Linked DNA regions of Mus musculus: all the other regions are linked to region 2. A link is a contact called in public HiChIP or PLAC-seq and capture Hi-C data. All regions are on one chromosome and are shown on one strand. Each heading gives the region's core, a stretch centred on a gene start, on an enhancer-like site or on the middle of the called end of the contact. The rest is flanking DNA. Distances are from core to core; before and after follow the strand shown.

Region 1 (4,169 bases), core at 1,233-3,732, 250 kb after region 2:
CTAGCTGTTATAATCCTCACGTCATCAGTGTGACCCAGACCTGTGCAGCAGACAGCACGCCTCTTCCTTCCTCTGCAGGATCTATCCTGCTACTCCTGTTTTGGAAACTAGAGGCTTTTCCACAGACTTCTCCATCAGTAGAGGCCAACTTGTACAGGCTGTCCTGAGGCAGACCCTGTTGGCTCAATCTGTCCTTTTCCTCCTTTTCTTCTGTACAGGATGGTTTCTGTGCCCATCCATTTATGAGGGCTGATGTCCTAAAGCCTGGCTGTGTTGGGCCCACCTGCAATTGAGCCCAAAGATGAAGGCAGCTGGCTTCTTATGGTAATCTAATTCATTATTACAACCAAATTAAGGTTAGTGAGCACTTTAGAAGATGAGGCAGGTGGTAGGTGGTATTCTGGGACTATAGTTCAAAGGCAGGCCACCTGTGTTGTATACGTGAAGCCCTGCGTTCAGTCCCCAGCATCACTACCATAATATAATATAAGAAAGTAACCAAGCCCTGACATGGTTTCCAGACTTAACAATGTCAGGGTGTAGTTCAGTTCTACATATTACTACACTCCTACTCTCTTACGAGACAAATAGGGGGTCTCTAGATGTCTCTGGAGTCTAGATTTGGGCAGTAAGAATATGTTAAAGACCCGTGGCTGAGCCTCAGTTCACAGAGTTCTCTGAACTGCACGTTCATCCTTGACAAGTTAAAAACTTCATGTCATGATCCAGTTAAAATCTGACATTCTAACTGAAAGATAGAACGCAAACCAGCAGGCAGTCACTGATAATGAGAGTTAAACAAAAAGACCAGGGAGAGACAGCGGGGCAATGCAGACAGGCATTGTACTGACCACCAGCACTGACCGTCACCTCATGTATACACCATGGCAAACATGAAAAGACATGACTATGACTTCCCCTGTTCTCAAATGCTTATATAGTTACAGAGTGCAGTTAATTCTATTATTCTATAAATACCTTTTATAAATAAAAAAAGGGAAAGGTGTAAAACAAAATAGGAAAGTTCATGAACAGGCAGTTCACTGAAAATGTAAAAGGTTTTAAACCATATTCCATCCGTTAGTAGTCTGTCACCTTCTGTTCTTACATGAAAGTAGTTACTAAAGGCTGCTGTCTGCAGTACTAGGAAACCGAGAGCACCGTGCCCAGCCTCCCGTGAAGAGCAGGTCATGTAAAAACTATAAGGAAATGTGCTTTTGCTTTGTGCTTAGTTTCTGTTTTAAGGAAACAGGGGTTGGAACTAATGATCCAGGATTCATAAAATTTATGTAAATTATTTATAAAAGAAATTATTAACAATGTTCAAAGCCTTGAGGATGTAGCTTTAGTAACTACAAGACTGGGTTCAGGCTCTCTAGTCGGGAGAAGGAAAAAATGAAAAGGGAAATAGAGGAAAGAAGTTAGAATGATGTGAATCCTCAGACAAAGAGAGAGAGCACTTGACCCGACAGCTCTACAAGTCATTAAATCAGCACCGCTCCCCATTCCCTCTTTCTCCTCTCCTTCCTCTCCCTGAGCTCAGACCTCAGCACTCTCACAGCTAGTTTGTCCCTCATGTCTCGGTCGGTTGCCTGGAGTTGCCCAAGGATCCATTCTGACTGGATCACCACCTCATTCTTTTTGTTTTTGAAGAGAGTGGGGATCACTGGACTATGTGGAAATCCATCTATGGTCTTTAAATTTCCACCTTTCATTTCCTCTACAACAAGACACAGAATACACAAGGAAACACTGTCTCCAGCTCTCCTAAGAACCATTTCCTGTCCCAGTTCCCCATCAGGGTCTCCGGAAACCACTCCAGCCAGGTCAGGGAATCCAGAACCAACCTCCTCCGGGCCATCGGCCAGACTGCCTTTTCTCCCGGGCACGGTTCCTTGCATGATGAAATCAGCCACCTTGGAATTCTGGAATGTGGACCCTACCAAAGTAATAGCCCTGTCCACAGCCACCACCATCTTGAAGAGGGCTTCGAGCCTGGCACCATGCTGGGCACCCTCCTGCCGCACAGCCCTCACCAGCTCCAGGACCTCAGGCCATGCGGCCTGAGCCGTGGTTGGGGGAGTGCTGCCAGACCCTGCCAGACTCAACTCCCGGGAGGCCTCCAGCCGATGCAGATCTTGTTCCAGGTGATCCATGCCTTGGCACACACACTGCAGCTTCTCTGTGACATCTTCTTGGAAATGCAAGAGTCTGTCGACCTTCTCAGTCAGCACATTAAGTTTTTTGTCCATGGTGGCTAAGCAGGCTCCGCCCAATGCTGGCAGACCCTGGGGGGCCAGACCCTCTGGGTCCTCCTCTGAAACTCCTGACATCCCAATTCGGGTTTGCTAAGGACAAAGGCAAGGAACCTGCAGCACCACGGATCTGCGGATCTGCCTTTCACTTTGGTGCTAACATCTGGAAGGCCATTGTCCTCCGCTGGTAAGAGCCTTGCTGCAGAGCCTCAGCCTGCCCTCCTGACTGAGCTGTTTGGGGGAACGGAGAGGGCCAAGTTCTCTGTGTTTCTGCCTTGTCTATCTCGCACTCAGCCACTGAGAGAGTGACAGGCTGAGTTTGGCCCAGGCCCTTCTCCTGGGGCCTCTTTGACATCATGGTAACAATTAACATTCCTCTTTAAGAGGCTGCTGACTGCAGATATTTTAAGAGTCTGCCCAGAGAAGGCTGGGGCTCATATAGTTCTTGCTAAAGAATGGAAGAAAAATGTCTTTTAACATGCAAACAGGGAAGGGGAATCCATGAGACCCAACCCTTAAACAAAGAACTGGAGACAACCAAGGAAAGCTGAGAATTAGTCTTCCCCAGGGATGAGCCCTAATTGGTTATCCCATACCAAGTGGTCGGCCCTGAAATAATATGCATACAACTAACGCTAAATAAACCAGTAAATTGTATTTATAGATTTATGTGTTTTTATACATATAATAATAACAATAAAGAAAACGAATTTGAGAGGAACTGAGAGGGATTGGATGGAGGAAAAAGAAAAGGGAAATTATATAATTGCAATTTAATTTAAAAGAAAAATAACAGGGTGCTGTTGGTGCACGCCTTTAATCCTAGCAATTGAGAGGTAGAGGCAGGCTGATTTCTGGGAGTTAGAGGCTAGCCTGGTCTAACAGAGAGAATTTCAGGACAGCCAGGGCTATACAGAGAAACCCTGTTTTGAAAACAAACAAACAAAATAGAATAGAATAAAATGCAGAAAAACATGTCCTCATTTACATACAAATTCACTTTGATCTCTAAAAAAGGATAAAAGTATGCATACTAACAAACTGTCTTAAAGTAAACTCCTCTGTGATTTATTATCCCTACGGGAGCATCTCCTCAGCTAGACTATGCAAAGGGGTTTTCAGAACTCCAGGCGCTGAGGAGACGGAATCCCACAGCCACACACACATTTAATTCCCAACACAAGGCAAGACGAAGGCAGAGTAACCTATGAAGCCCCGCCATCGAGCTCGGCCTTTAACCATCATGAAATGTTAATGTGTCTGCAAACTAAAAATGAGCTTTCTGTTGCTGTTCCCTGTTTGGATGGTCCATGATACGTGGATTTGGACTGCCTGTGGGGAAAGTCTACAGCTCATGCCTCTAGCAAACATGCTCGTGGGACCCCTACCTAAACACAGATCTGAGAAACAACAATCTAGCGTACTCACGAAATGCAACCCCACAAGTCATGTTCCTTTAAAAAAAAATACCCTCTGCCGACATATACCAGCGACCTCCTGGCTCCCTGTAATGATGATAATGAACAAATCAGACAACAGTGTCTCAGGTTCCAAGCTCTCTAGTGTCACAGAGAACAAGGAGGCCTGTGTTTCTGTGCTTTTCAAACACTTCAAAAATACTGTGCTTGAGTCAGACTCTTACAGAAGCATCAGCACCTGAGGTGGACACATTCAGGTCACAGCTGGTATGGGACACAAAAGTGCCAAGGATGTCCCAGGCCAGTATGACAACTTTCATGCAGTCCCTTGAAGGAAATAGCAGGGCCTGAGAGGAAAACATGCCCAGGCTACACAGGCACATGGTCCCGAGGGTGGTTTTGCCACATACAGGAAGGCACCAAGGGAAGGGGGCTTTGGTGTCCCCCCAGATTCCCTTTACTGAACACAATCAGTTTTGATAAACTGACCTGGAAA
Region 2 (4,020 bases), core at 406-2,905:
ATGGCTTAGTGATTAAGAGCACTGACTGCTCTTCCAGAGGTCCTGAGTTCAATTCCCAGCACCCACATGGTGGCTCACATCCATCTGTAATGGGGACTGATGCCTCTTCTGGTGTGTCTGAAGACAGCAACAGTATACTCACATACATAAAACAATCTTAAAAAAAAAAAAAGTTGGGCATGGGGGGGGGGCACACGCCTCTAATCCCAGCACTTGAAAGGTAGAGGCAAGTAGATCTGAGTTCAAGGTCAGCCTGTACTACACAGTGAGTTTCAGAACAGCCAAGGTTATGTAGTAAGGCTGTGTGAGCCAGGTGTGGTAGCCCACACCTTTAATTCCAGCTCTAGGGAGGCAGGGGCAGGCGGAACTGTGAGTCTGGGTCAACCTGGCAGCCTGGTTTATTAAGAGTCCAGGACAGCCAGAAACCCTGTCTCAGAAAAAAACAAAAACAAAAACAAACTCACACACACACACACACACACACACACACACACACACACACACACACACACACACACACAGAGAGAGAGAGAGAGAGAGAGAGAGAGAGAGAGAGAGAGAGAGAGAGAGAGAGAGAGAGAGAGCGCCAGAGAGAGCGCACCCCTGCAGGTAAGAAGAAGGTATCAGAGGCCAGAAGGAGGTATCATATCCCCTGGAACTCTGGAGTTACTGGTTAGCTACTGGAACTGAACCCAAGACTTCTGTAAGGGCAGAGTGCTCTCAGCCTAGCCACTGAACCATCTCTCTAGCCTTTCTTTCTTGGAGACAGGGTCTCACATTGGCCTGGAATTTATTATGTAGCCTAAGGTAGAATCAAACTTGAAGTGATCTCTCTGCTTCGGCTTCCTGCCAGGATTATAGGCCTGGCGAGCCAGGGTTTTGCTTGCTCTCTCTCTCTCTCTCTCTCTCTCTCTCTCTCTCTCTCTCTCTCTCTTTCTCTCTCTCTGGACTTATTTTATTTCAGGTGCATGAATGCTGCATATATGTATTTGTACCACCTCTGTGCCTTGTGCCCAAGGTGGTCAGAAGTGTAGAGTCTCTTATATCTGGAGCTAAGGTTGGTTGCGAACCACCATATGGGTGCTGGGAACAGAAGCCCTTTCCTTGAGAGCCTCAAGTACTCTTAACCGCTGAGCCATCTCTTCAGCCCCAACGAGGGTTACAGTATCTAAACACTGCGCTTGTGAATGCACCACTTAGGCCACTCAGAGATCACTAAGTTCTGTTCTAAACCGGAGTGGGAAGAAGCTGAGGTTTAGAAATTAGCGAAGGCTGTGGAAATTTAGAGATTTACTTCTAGCCCTAGAAAGACTAGACTAGAGGGCAAGGCCTCAAGTCGGTGGCTGTGTCCAACACCTTCATAAGACCGAGTGGTACCAGTGACCCTGGGGCGAGCGGAGGCCCTGGCCGCACAAGCGTAGCTCTTCCAGTGCCCAAATCCGGTCACAGACCTGCAGGACTCGGGAGTCCCGCGCCCGAAACACCGCTCCTGCGCTCCTGCGGGGCTGGCCACTGCTCGGCCGGATAGAATCAACAGCCCTCCCCCTTTCTCCTTCCCTCCCCTATCCCCTTGGGTGGGTGGGGGGCAGCCGCACTCACCATGGCAGGCCTTCACCGATCAATGCTTCTCCTTGTCTCAAGGAAATCACACTTGTCTGTCACTTAGTCTGAACAGATTTATACAATGTCCCGCGCATGTGCATAACATGGCCACGCCCACTCCCCGCCTTAAGGGAGTCACCTTTCCTGATTGACCAGGTAGCCGAGGGCTTAAGCTGGGGCTTCTGCGTTTAAGTTGTTCTGGTGAGACCCGGACGTCTTTCTGCAGCCGCTTCTGAATAAGGGAATGCAAATATTCTCGGTTTCCAGATGGTGCGACATCTAGCGTTATCCGGAGTAGTTTATAGTGTTTACAAGAGGAAGAAAGCCTTCCAGGGATGGAGGCTATTCCTGAAATCATGGTTGTTTGCCATAGACACTTTGTTTTTTAAGGCAGGGTTTCTCTGCGTAGCCCTGACTGTCCTGAAACTCGCTCTGTAGACCAGGCTAGACTCTAACAGAAATTTATCTGTCTGCCCGTGCCTCCTGAGTGCAGGATTAAAGGCCATTGCCACTGCTTGGCCTGCAGACACTTTTTTTTTTTTAAAGATTTATTTATTTATTTATTTATTTATTTATTTATTTATTTATTTATTTATTTATTTATTTATTATGTGTAAGTACACTGTAGCTATCTTCAGACACTTCAGAAGAGGGCGTCAGATCTCATTACCGGTGGTTGTGAGCCACCATGTGGTTGCTGGGATTTGAACTCAGGACCTTTGGAAGAGCAGTTGGTGCTCTTAACCACTGAACCATCTCTCCAGCCCGACACTCTTTTAAAGGAACCCTGCAGCCGGGAACGGCAATGCACTTTGCAATCCCAGAGATTGGGAGCTGAAGCATGATCAGGAATTCAGGCATCTGTAATTTGTTCAAGGCCAGCCTGGGCTGCATGAGACCCTGTATAAAAATAAAGTGAACTTGAGGGTATAGTTCAGTGCTTAACCATTGTGAAACCATCCATCCCCACAAACAAACAAAAAAGTCTCCCTGGTACATATGGTCAGGATTTGCTTCATAGTTTCCCCATCTTCACAGATCCAGGTTTTAAAAAGGAACCCCCCTACTCTGGTCTGACATTTGAATTGGACAACCTCAGAATGAGTGTAGCTTTCTTTCTCTGTTTCTCTGCTATGTAACAAGGGCTGGTACTGTAGCTCAGGCTACCCTAGAACCCAGGACCCTTCTGCCTCAGGCTCCCTAGTATTGTAATTACAGATATTTGTTGTTTTTAACAAAATCTCAATTGTTTGATTTTACCAATGAAGACACAGAAGCCAGATGCCTGGATGAAAGCCTGCTGGCTCAGGGAGGCAGAGAAAGCACCCAGCTGATTTTCATCCTCAGCTGAAATCTCAGCTGAAACCTCTCTCACACCTTCAAAACATCCCAAAGGTCTCAGAAACCTTCAAACTCCAGTCCCCTTCTGCTGTCTTCAGATCAAGATGTTGAATAGAATTCTTGGATCCTCCAGTACCATGTCTGCCTGCACCCCATGCTGTGAATACCATGTTTCCCACCATGATGATAGTGGACTGAACCTCTAAGACTTTAGCCAACCCCAATTAATGTTTACCTTTAAAAGAGTTGCCTTGGGGCTGGAGAGATGGCTCAGCAGTTAAGAGCACCGACTGCTCTTCCAAAGGTCCTGAGTTCAAATCCCAGCAACCACATGGTGGCTCACAACCACCCGTAATGAGATCTGACGCCCTCTTCTGGAGTGTCTGAAGGCAGCTACAGTGTACTTACATATAATAAATAAATAAATAAATCTTAAAAAAAAAAAAGAGTTGCCTTGGATATGGTGTCTCTTCACAGCAATGGAACCCTAACTAGAACAGAAGTTGGTACCAGGTACGGGGGGTGGGGGGGGGATGTTGCTGTGACAGGCCTGATCATGTTCCAGTTAGGAGCTGTATCTGAGTTTTGTTCCTGGGTGGTGGGATTAAAGGCATGTACCACCACCACCTTGTTCACAGTAATTCTAGAATTTAGAAAACAACTAATTTACAGAGATCCACATGTCTCTGGGGGGGGGGATTAAAGTCATGGGCATCAGCCTGCTGAAAGATATTTTTATATTAGCTACAAATCACTCCAACTCTTGGAGATTTAGAAAACAAGTTTGAACTGTAGTTGTTGTGTTTATAAAAAGATAAAGGGGGGTATGTTCTATGGAGGTGTGGTGAGGTATGGGTGAAGGGGGTGCCTCAGTGGGCCCATGCCAAGGCATCCCTTCTCCCCTGAGGGACCAGCCACACGACATAGTATAGAATAGATAGAATAGAGTTTATTCAGGGCATGGGGAGGGGAGTTAAGAGGGCAGTAGAGGCAGAGAGGGAAGGGAAGGGAAGGGAAGGGAAGGGAAGGGAAGGGAAGGGAAGGGAAGGGAAGGGAAGGGAAGGGAAGGGAAGGGAA
Region 3 (4,249 bases), core at 1,723-4,222, 180 kb before region 2:
CACCTGATAGGGTGCGCTCTGGCCTCTTTCTACACAGGACAAATGCGGAGTCACTCTTGGCTCCACACTTCCTTCAGCTAAGTTCTACTATGTGTTGGAAGGACTTCCCCTCCCCCTCCAGGAAGCTATTCCCCATCGCCTCCTACAGCCTTCATCAATACTTGCAATGACCCCTGACCTCTTTTTTACTGCCTCACCCTCCCCTCACCATGCTAAGGACAGAAACGATGTGTCCTTCACCCCACATGTCTAGTTCCTAGCCGTTCCTTAGCCATGAATACAGTTAAGAAAAAGCATCATCGATTCTCATGCTCCAAAGATCTCAATGAATCTTTTAAAGTTTCTCCACAGAAAGCAGGAACTCTCTGCCCCTCCCGACTTTTCATTATGTTCCCCAAGAAGATTCATTTAATTCCACCAAAAACCTTGGGGGCAAACGCAATATCTTGCCTTTGGAAAGGTTGAGAAAAATGTCCTAGCCACTTTCCCAGTATGGAGGGACTGAGGCCCTTGATGGGCTCGGTGCAGTGTGCGCTTGCGCACCTCATCTTGACAGCCCTGTTCTGTTGCTATGGAAACGCTCGGCCAAGCGCACGAGGCTAGGAGGAGGCCGACTCTGGGGCCCCAGAGCAGAAGCAGTTTCCCTCCACTTACAGCTCCTCTCCATTCTACACCAGTGATTGGCTCCACCTTTTTATAGGCTCCACCTTGAATTCTAGTAGCTTTTCGAGCTAGGACATTGAGGCCTTTCCACTGGTCCCCAGAGGCTACTCGGGTGCAATTAGGACAAGAACAGATGGCGGCCCAGACGGTGGATGGGGAGAATCGCACCGAGTTCTGGGGCCCTCAGGGGAGGGACTCACCTTCGGGAAGAAGCAAACGAGAAGTGGGCGGGAGTGTTGGGAGAGAAGTTGCGGGGGCTGTCCAAAGGACTGCTACCTGCAGGATAATGGAGGGATTTAAGATCTGATCACCAAAATAGGTTGCCAGGGACAGCTCGCTCTTCTAATGTAGGCCCGAGCATGTAGAGTAGGCTACGCCCCTTTTGCAGTGGCCCTGCCTCTCTAAACATTTTTTTTGAGAAGGATCTCGAGTCACTGAACTCACCTTGGTGCCCGTTTGGCCTCCTCTAAGAGGGCTCCGACTTTCAGCTACGGTTCCTCCTTTCTGCCTCTACCCTTGTTCAATCAGCATCCTCTAAACTGAGTGCACCCCCACCATCAATCCAGAGTGGCCATGCCCATACAGAAATGGCCACGCCCCTGCTGTGGCCCCGCCTCCCATGGTCTACATCCACACTGACCCCAGCTGCATCCTTATCTCACCTAAGTGGCCCGGCAGCGGGGAGTGGGGTCGCGGTAGAGTCGGAGAAGTGCTTGTCAGGATGAGGCTTTTCCGGTTGCTGGTACGGCAACTGCCAGGGAAGGAGAGCGGGTGTCAACAGAGACCCCAGAGCTTTGAGTGTGAGCCTATGCGGCCACTCTTCCATTTCAGGTCCTCAATTCTCTTCCAAGCAGCAGCCAGTATGTGCTACATCGAGGGTAGAGTGTGACTCCTGTGCAGCTCTGTGAGGTTTGTGTCAGCTATAGCCTGATAGTCAACGGTGATACCACTGGTGACCCTGAATGTCTGTGTCCTTGAGTCTGCCCATAGCATTCACATGCGGCATCCACTGTATGAGATCTACACTGAATGACACTAGTGTGTCATGTATGTTCTCTGTGTGATGGTACATCCTTCTGTGTGGGTGATGCAGTGGGAAACACAGCTTGTTCATGACTGTGTAACTCCAGCATGGTGCATGAAGGCAGAAAGCTGCAGATGTGCCGATGTCAGTTGGGGTTATCAGCATGAGAGATGCTGGCTGTGTGTGTTCAACATCTACTGTGTGTGGATTTAACACCCTGTGACAACGGGTGCATCCAAGCATGCAGCCATGTACCACACGGGTATCTGCTATGTGATTGTGTGTCCCTGCTTTTGCAGGAGTCCCTATGTCTGTTTATCTTGGTGTCAATGTGACACAGATGCTGTGATGTTGTTAGGCGTATGGTTGTCTCATTCTGAAATTGGATCTATGTATCTTGGATGGGAACGTTGTTTTGGTGGGTAGTCATGCGTGTGACATTTTACTAGGAGAACACGATGTGTGTGTGCGCGTGTGTGTCTGTGTGTGACACGGGAGGTGACCCTATTTGTGCATGGCTTTGACCTGTGGCTGAGTATATGCGGTGCCTCCCAGTGTATGGGAGTCACTAGGGTTGTATGTGTGTGGTCATGTTCTGTGTGACGCTGTGTCACTATTTTCAGTGTGAGGATGTGTTCGAGTTGGGAGGCTTCTTGCAGTGATAAAGACCCCCCCTTCCTCTGCCTAGCAGCTGGGTAAGAAGAGCCCCCACTCGCTCTAGCCCCCTCGCTCTCAGCCGCAGTGACTGAGCATATTAGCTTGTCCAAGAGCACGCAGATGGGGGCGGGGGGGAACCAAGCTGCGGCTATTGTTCTGAGGGTGCCAAGGCCCCCCTCCCCGCATTCCCCTACCCCCACCAGGCCGCCTGAGCCCACAGCGTCTGCAAACAAAGGCGCTGCAACCCCCCGCAGGCACGACCCCTTTCCCCATCTCAGGCCTTTTCAGTCTCCCCCCGCAGCACGCCCCGCACTGTCCGCGTTTAACCCCATCCCCTGCGGGAGGGCACAGCGCGGACACCTCTGGCGCAGCTGGACAGCTAGCAGCATCCCGGCCCCGCCCTGCCGCAGCAGCCGGCAGGGTGGCTTCACCCGGAGGTCCCGGACAGGGTCTAGGGGTTGGGGGTCTACCTCTTGGTGCGGCGAAACATGCTGCCGCCGGGGAAGGAGGGCATCGAGAAATTGGAAAGCGCGGTCCAGAGAGAGTCAGACATGACCCGGCGGCGGCGACATGGTGGCAGGTGCGGCGGCAGCAGCAGCAGAGGCAGCGGCAGCGGCAGCGCGGGGAGCGAGTGTGCTGGGCGGAGGCTGGAGCCGCAGCAGCGGCCAGGGGAAGGCGGGGGAGGGGAGGGCCCTGTTGCTGCAGCCAGTCGCGAGGGGGCGCTGCGGGGTGTCGCCGCGCGAGGCCCCGCCCGTGTGCACGCCTGATGCCCTACCTGGGGGCCTCATCCCAATGCACCTCTCCCCCAAGGCTCACCTGCTGCTTTTCCGGGGCAGGGGTAAATCCTTCTGGAAGAAAAGGGGGTAAAAAAGATGAAGGTCAGCGTGGACAGTGGCCACTGCCCACGATGCCTCTCCGTTCACCTGAGCTTCATCAGCATCACCATGTCACCCTTGCCTTCCTGATTCCTCTCCCGATTCCCAGTAACCAAAACAGGCTCAATTACACAAGAAATAGACCCAACTGGGCATCTAAAAACAAGTTCATGCAAATAAAGTTTTACTTGGCTTTTTTTTTTTTTTTTTTTTTTTTTTTTGGTTTTTCGAGGCAGGGTTTCTCTGTCTAGCTCTGGCTGTCTTGGAACTCACTTTGTAGACCAGACTGGCCTTCTTGAACTCAGAAATCCGCCTGCCTCTGCCTCACAAGTGCTGGGATTAAAGGCGTGCGCCACCACCGCCCTACTTACTTGGCTTTTTGACAAGACAGAATCTCATATATCTCAGGATGGCTTGGAGCTCATTACGTCACACATGCTGCCCTCCAACTGAGATAGTGCTGCCTCACCTTCCAAATGTTCAGATCACAACTGTGAGCCTCCACGACAGTGTTTGTAAAACATTGTCCTTTGTTCCGGACAGGGTCTCAGGAAGTCCAGGCTGGCTTTGAACTTGCTGAGTAGCTGAGGGGTAACCTTGATCATCTGATTCTGCCTACAGGTTCTCTGCACTGATGTCACAGGCATGTTCCACCCTCCACCACACCCTGTTTATCAGCCAAGCTTTTGTGCAGTGCGCTCTCCCAATTGAACTATACCCTAAACCGAAAAATTCTCTCTCTCTCTCTCTCTCTCTCTCTCTCTCTCTCTCTCTCTCTCTTTCTTTGTTTTGTTTTTTGAGACAAGTTTTCTCTGTGTAACCCTGGCTGTTCTGGAACTCACTCTGTAGACCAGTCTGGCCTTGAACTCAGAAATTCACCTGCCTCTGCCTCCCAAGTGCTGGGATTAAAGGCGTGTGACACCACTGCCTGGCTTGAGGATCTAGTGACCAAGAAGCTTGGTGACTTGAGGTATATTCCTAAGACCCACATTGTGTAAGGCAAGCAACATTCCAAGAGAAAGCTACTTAC

What was found. HiChIP or PLAC-seq counts read pairs in DNA pulled down with a chosen protein or histone mark. Capture Hi-C pulls out chosen DNA fragments and counts their contacts.
Region 1: a contact with region 2 is called in a capture Hi-C map of embryonic stem cells, with 2.4 times the contacts expected there. The contact joins the promoter of Mylk3 here to the promoter of Zfp791 in region 2. A contact is called at or near these places in 2 of 39 promoter capture datasets (embryonic stem cells and stem cell-derived epiblast-like cells), 1 of 484 Hi-C or Micro-C datasets (nephron progenitors) and 2 of 9 other capture datasets (embryonic stem cells and pancreatic islet).
Region 3: a contact with region 2 is called in an H3K4me3 HiChIP or PLAC-seq map of bone marrow-derived macrophages, with 4 times the contacts expected there. The contact joins the promoter of Mast1 here to the promoter of Zfp791 in region 2. A contact is called at or near these places in 1 of 115 datasets of contacts at active chromatin or transcription factors (bone marrow-derived macrophages) and 2 of 9 other capture datasets (adipose tissue and liver).

What each region holds. Positions count from the first base shown.
Region 1 is chr8:85,362,842-85,367,010 of GRCm38.p6, forward strand. Mylk3 (myosin light chain kinase 3) reads right to left here and starts at 2,483. Exons shown (of 13, transcript NM_175441.5): 1 at 1,848-2,483. The coding sequence starts at 2,333.
Region 2 is chr8:85,118,036-85,122,055 of GRCm38.p6, forward strand. It overlaps Zfp791 (zinc finger protein 791), which reads right to left and starts at 1,656. Exons shown (of 4, transcript NM_001357366.1): 1 at 1,600-1,656. The coding sequence starts at 1,602.
Region 3 is chr8:84,934,381-84,938,629 of GRCm38.p6, forward strand. It overlaps Mast1 (microtubule associated serine/threonine kinase 1), which reads right to left and starts at 2,973. Exons shown (of 26, transcript NM_019945.2): 1 at 2,815-2,973; 2 at 1,326-1,414; 3 at 864-939. The coding sequence starts at 2,897.